2 separate regions of the Mus musculus genome follow, and region 1 is linked to region 2. The links are chromatin contacts, called in public promoter capture Hi-C maps. All regions are on one chromosome and are shown on one strand. Each heading gives the region's core, a stretch centred on a gene start, on an enhancer-like site or on the middle of the called end of the contact. The rest is flanking DNA. Distances are from core to core; before and after follow the strand shown.

Evidence for each region. Promoter capture Hi-C pulls out the DNA fragments that hold promoters and counts their contacts.
Region 1: a contact with region 2 is called in a promoter capture Hi-C map of macrophages, with 7 read pairs. The contact joins the enhancer-like site here to the promoter of Lxn in region 2. A contact is called at or near these places in 15 of 39 promoter capture datasets (the 3T3-L1 cell line, 3T3-L1-derived adipocytes, the C10 cell line and 9 more), 4 of 15 datasets of contacts at CTCF or cohesin (embryonic stem cells, large pre-B cells and pro-B cells), 53 of 484 Hi-C or Micro-C datasets (the 3T3-L1 cell line, 3T3-L1-derived adipocytes, B cells and 26 more), 7 of 115 datasets of contacts at active chromatin or transcription factors (bone marrow-derived macrophages, embryonic stem cells, large pre-B cells and 1 more) and 4 of 9 other capture datasets (adipose tissue, liver, macrophages and 1 more).

Annotation. Positions count from the first base shown.
Region 1 is chr3:67,555,994-67,559,052 of GRCm38.p6, reverse strand. No RefSeq gene overlaps it. Among named protein-coding and RNA genes, the nearest start is that of Gm35299, 4.1 kb to the right of the region's middle. Within about 2 kb of position 1,597, at least 109 of the 459 cell types and tissues checked have an H3K27ac peak or open chromatin away from gene starts, as enhancers often do. A contact at or near this core is called in B cells, the Ba/F3 cell line, bone marrow-derived macrophages and 7 more, where this site is marked.
Region 2 is chr3:67,462,275-67,465,390 of GRCm38.p6, reverse strand. It overlaps Lxn (latexin), which reads left to right and starts at 1,484. Exons shown (of 6, transcript NM_016753.4): 1 at 1,484-1,805; 2 at 2,970-3,032. The coding sequence starts at 1,677. The region is part of intron 13 of Gfm1 (G elongation factor, mitochondrial 1); the gene reads right to left.

The sequences.
Region 1 (3,059 bases), core at 348-2,847, 94 kb before region 2:
ATGTGTGTGCATGTGCATGTGTATGTGTGCACACACACACGGAGGGGTGCCAGTGGACAAGGGTGTCGGAGCCTGGGAATTTGAGCCGTCTGACAAGGGTACTGGAAACCAAACTCCTCTGCAAGCACAGTATACATCCCTAACCACCGAGCCACCCTTCGGGCCTGAGGAACTATATTTTAATTAAGGAAAAAGTTACTTATATTGTGCTTATGCTCACCAACTCTTGAAATAACCTGGTGAATTTAAACTTATTAGGGAACTTTCCTTTCAAAGGATTGACTGGGAATTGAAAGAAAGTGCCATGGTCTTTGAAACTCAAACGGAGACACAGGATGTAGCTCGCAGGAGTGTGGAGAGCCAAAGTGATCATTCTGAGAAACCAAAGGGCGAGAGAGTCGGCCTCAGAATACCTGGAAGTGGTGTTCCAGAGGCAATGGGCAGGCTGGGAGCCACGGAATGAGAATGGAAACCTAGTACTGTAAACTCGGTCAGAAGTCGATGGCTTGGGAGGTCATAGGCCTAGAGCAGAGGCTGCAGCTGTCGCTTTTCTAAACCGCCATGCTGTCGAGTAGCCTTATAAATATCTGTGTCTATAAACTCGGGCTGTTCTCAACTGTGGTCAGAGAAGCCTCTTCTCGCTACAGCAGTGGTCAGTGTGAGATGCCAAACTGGCCAGGGTGCCAAGAGCAAGTGACTAGGTGACTGGATGCTCAACTCTCAGCGGGGCATCTCTCTCAACCCTGTGTCCCCGCCAACACCACCAGGGCTCGAGGAATGTTCATGAAGAGGAAAGACAGTAAGGGCTGGACAACGAGGAGGGCTGTTTGTGGAACGCAAACTTCTGGACCTGGCTGGCTGTCACACGCATAACTCACTCCAGCTCTGCTGACCTATACACGATCAAGCCGGCCAAAATTCCAGCGTGCGTGGGGTAGAGGATCTCCAAAATCCATCCCTCATTAAAGAGCTATTAGCAGTTGATAGTTGTGGGGAGGGGCAAACCTTTTTATGTTTATGTTTATTTTTATTGTGTGTCCACTAGTAGATCTCTCGCGCTTCAGAGGGTGGCCTTACTCCCACATCCATGTAGGCAACACTAATTGGACTTGTGTTTAAAGAAAGGAAAAAGAGGACATGAAGTTGAGAGGCGGTCATATAGGGAAGAAAGTGGGGGGAGGGGGAGGAAATAGTGACGGCTATGGTATTTCCTTGTATAAATGCATGAAATTCTCAAGAATAAAAAAGAAGCTCCCCCCCCCTTTTTTTCCTTAGAATAAACATTTTGCTACTTACCACTCAGGCACCCTCACCAGACAGAACAGTGAAGACCCCAGGATTGAGTGAAAAGGTTCATAAATATGGATAGGATTTTTATAAATACTGCTTTCCTTCCAGCAAGACCATCACTCAGTTCCACGGTGTCACTGGCAATTTGTGCCTTAACAGCTGCTGACTCTGGAGGCTCTTTTAGCACGCCAGTCATGTACGCTGCGAGCCTGCGCCCGCTCCCTAACGCACACTACCCTCTGCGCTTTACCCTGCAGCACACCCCTTCTCCGGGGACAGGAAATGACTCGTTACACTCACCGGGCTTTCACCTTCCATGACAAGTTCTGGCCTTCCCCTGGCACCACAGTCTGTACAGCCTAATTGGTAGCCCAAGAAGAAATCACCCCTGGGTGAGATTTCTTCATTTGCAATTCATTTGCAATTTCACTTCCTCATTATGGCCAAGGAGGCTTGGTGAGGCTGAGGGACGCTGGCATGTAGCGGGATGTTAGCTTACAGTCAGTCACGTGCTAGTTGTGAAATGTATATCTGCTTATTCTTCTTTTCTTAAAACTCTATAAAGGGAGCAAAGTTCGTTGGGTAAGGAAAGGTGTCACTCTAAAACTAATGCAAAAAAAAAAATCCAGATATTTAAATTTTTTTCTATTGAGTTAAAGAGTCAACAAACAGCACTTTGTGAGTCTATAGTGTGTGTGTGTGTGTGTGTGTGTGTGTGTGTGTGTATGGGGGTGCAGTATGCATGTATGCATCATCTGTGTTCACATGCACATGAAGACTAGTTGTTCCTCATATGCTGTCCTCTTTTATTTTATTTTATTTATTGAAAATGAAGTTATTTTCATGCAATATACTCTGATTACAGTTCCCCTCCCACATCTCCCAGATCTCCCCACCCCCACCCGGCACTTCAAACTCAACACCTTGTTTCTTTCTCTCTTAAGAAAACAAAGAGGTGAATAAAAATAATGGACCAGAATAGAATAAAATTAACAAACAAAAGAAGAAAAAAATAAAGAACATGAAAAAATGCACACACCGACACACACAGCGAGACACCATAAAAATACAAATTCAGAAACCATAATATACGAGCAAAGACCAGTAAGGTTTTTAAAAAAAAGACTAATCAAAGCAATATGAGACAAAAATAAAAATCTATGAAACACCATTGAGTGCCTTTGGTTATAGCTGTTTACTGCAGGGCATGTGACCAGCCCTGACGTGTGGTTTGTATACGCAGTGAGTCTCCATTGGAGAAACTGATTTCCCTTTGGAGCAGTTGTTAATTGGAGACAGCATCTTGGATAGGGATGTGAGTCTACGTCTTCCTCTCAGTGCTGGGACCTGGCTTAGAGCTGTGCAGGCTCTGTGCACACTGCCAAAGTCTCTGTGAGTGCATACCTCTGTCAGACCTATGTGTCTAGACGGCCTTGTTTCCTTGGTGTCCTCCGTCCCCTCTGGCTCTTGCTCTTTCCACCTCTTCTTCCCTGAGCTCCAGGGGGGTGGGGGTGTCATGGAGACACGCCATTTAAGACTGAGTGTCCCAAGGCTTCTTACTCTTGCACATGGTCCAGTTGTATTTGTCTCCATCCACTATAGAAGGAAGCTTCCCTGGAGATGGCTGAGGGAGGCGTCGATCCATGCGTGCAGCTGAATGTTGTTAAGAGTCACTTTAGTGCTGTGTTCCCTTGGCAGAACAAAAGTATTTGTTTTTTCTCCTAAGTCCATGGCCTGTCCAGTCTCATACTCTTGGCCACCAGACAGTG
Region 2 (3,116 bases), core at 235-2,734:
CTGAAGATAATGGACTGAATATCAACCACTGGTGAGATTGTAGTAGGTAACCAAGACCCAAGTGGGACTGAACAGACAACTCAGTGGTTGAAAACACTTTCTGCTCTTGCAGACTGGGATTTGATTCCCTGCAACATGGTGGCTCACAGTCATCTCTAACTCCAGTCCCATGGAATTTGACACCTTTTACTGACACCTCCTTGGGCAATAGGGACACACACACACACACACACACACACACACACATCATGCAGGCAAAAACTCTAAGAAAGACATTTTAAAAGAAGGCACAAGGCTAGGAATGATATTCTTGCAATTCAGTTTATTTAATGTTTAAATGAAAAAGTTTCCCTTTTAAGTAATAATTACAATTTTAAGAAACCTCAAGTGCCATCATGCCAGTCTATACTAATTATTAAATACAGAATCTTTGACTATTCGTTAGACTTTAAAATGCTCACTTTGGAAGCCCATACTCACACACACACTCTCTCCTAAAGGGGTTGGCTTACAGCTAAAAAGACAAACATTTCCAATATCAAGAGAAAAAAAAAAAGTTAGACTTGTTATCCCCTAGCTGCTTCATTGCTGTTGGCTAACATAACTAGAAAAGATGGGGAATGAACGAACTGAGTTGGTTGGTATTTAATAATCCACTGGGCCCAAAGAAAGTCCTCAGTTATAGGAAAGCTCCATTAGCACACGAGGAAAGCAACACGTGTCCCACAGGGCACCTTCCCCTTCTCTGCAGAGTGGCTGCAACATAGACAGTCTACCCAGAAAGCCTCCAACCATCTACCTTTTAAGAGAAATAGAGATGGGGCTGGAGAGTTGGCTCGGCAGCTGAGGCAGAGGACTTGAGTTTGGTCCCCAGCACCCATACTGTGTGGCACACAACTCCAGCTCCCGGGTAATCTGATGTGCCTGCACACACGTGTGCACATACACATAAAAAGTCATTAAAATAGGATTTCAAGAAAGATGGGAGTGGTGGTTCACGCTCATTAAGCTTTATATTTCTAAGATCACTAAGGTCTTATGAATGGGGAAGTATTTCCTCTGATCCTGACCAGTCTCCCAACGTTTTAAAATGGCTTTTCTGCTTTCCCACTCTGGATCTGCCTCTAAAGGAACCTGGCTGAGCAAGAGTCTCACAAAGGGAAGGGTAAGGGCTGAATTACACTTGGAGCACTTTGCCCCCTGCCCCGTGACAGCCCGTTTGAAAAAGGAGAGGTGTACTCTAATCTGTACGTGAAACAGCCAGCGATTCCTCATCCGGCAGCTGAAGCCCTCAGAAGGACCCATCGAGGCAAGGCCAGAAAGCCCTTCCCCTTCCTCCAGGTTCTCCCTCCCGCTCCACACCTGCCCAGACCCGCGGGAGCCGGAGGGAATGCCCGAGCTTTTCTCCCGGAGGTGCCCGCCTACCCCAGGGCGGGGCCGAGGCTCCCGGCAGAGCCACTGCCCGAACGGTTTCCTGAGTGAAGGAGGAAGAGGGAAGGAAGGCGCTGAGGAGCGAGCAAGCGCGCACGCCCAGCCCAGCTACCGACTGACTTCACCACCTCACCGACACCCACTTGGACACCCACTCGGCTGGCCAGCACTCCACACTGACGGGACCCTGGCTGCACCCGCCGTGATCTCTTTGAACTAGGATAGCCCGCGCTGTCTCCCCCAAGATGGAAATCCCACCCACCCACTATGCTGCGTCCAGGGCCGCCTCGGTGGCGGAGAACTGCATTAACTACCAGCAGGGGACTCCCCACAAGCTGTTCCTGGTGCAGACGGTCCAGCAGGCCAGCAAGGAGGTGAGTCTGCGAGGAGAAGCCCTGCGATCGGCTCCCCCTACTGCCCCCACCCCATCCCGGCCGCGGGACCCTGCTCTGCCTCTGAATAGCATTGCTATGAGCTCCCCTATATGGGACTCATCCCAGAACTGTTTGCTTTCACGGTAAAGCAGAGGACCTATGCAGCCAGATTTTGTGCATATTAGTTTAAGGGATTGGGAAATACACGGGGTTAATCTCACCCTTTCCTGTGGAGAGAAGAGGTCTAGGGAAGACAGCATTCTAAACAATCTGGAAGCTGTTATAGTTTCTCCATCTGCCGCTAGCTAGCCTTGGCCAACAAAAGCTCATGGCCTCCAAACGACTCCATAAACTTTTAAGAGTAACTCTTAAGCCCTTTGCCCAAAACGACGGGAAAACGCAAGAAATTCGCCCCGAGGAAAAAACAAAGGCAGTGTGGGCTGCTCGGGCTCCAGCCGCCCACATCCTGCCTGACATGCAGCCTTGCCTCTGCTGAAGCCGGCTAGGCTAAAGGGCCTCACCTACCTAGCGAGTGTCCCTATTTTTTTTTTCTTACAGCTCAAGATTTTTTTGGCTGACAAAGAAATGATTTTTATTTTCGAAACTGTACTAGATAATATAAATTAGTTACACACTTCAAAACTGGCTTTCATTTAAAAGGGGGATATCTAAATGATCTATTCATAAGGTCTTTTGAAGTGGTGTTTGACAGGACAGTATCAACAGCACTTACACACACTGTCTCTGAGCACTTGGCACTCATCCACCACACGTCGTTTACTCACTGAACACTCTGGTACCCCCGGCTTTAAGACAAACCCTTCCAAAGATGTGCCTACTGCCACTGCATCTGTGTCCTCTGTACGTTTCCACCCGCTTCCTAGACCTACCTAAATAAACTTGCTAGATACTGCCAAGTCCATGCTAGACACCCGATGACCGCCTTCCTGAGCAGCCGGGCTTGGGAAGCGATGAAGGATGGTAAGATGTACAGTCATGAGGAACGTCAGAACAAGACCCCTGGGATGTTTTAAAAGACGCAAAACTTTAGTGTATTTCTTCCCACCAGCCACCCTCCCAGTCACGTAATAAGAATGTCCTAACTAAAAAGATGTGATATATTACAGTATTCTTTTCTCCACTATATTTTTTTCTTAATTTTAGGATATCCCAGGAAGAGGGCACAAGTACCATCTTAAGTTTTCTGTGGAAGAAATTATCCAAAAAGTAAGTGAGCTGTCTTTTCTAGAATACGCGTGCGTTCTCAGTGTTGCGGCTCATTCTCGCTGAGGGTTTACCCTGGGCCTCCAC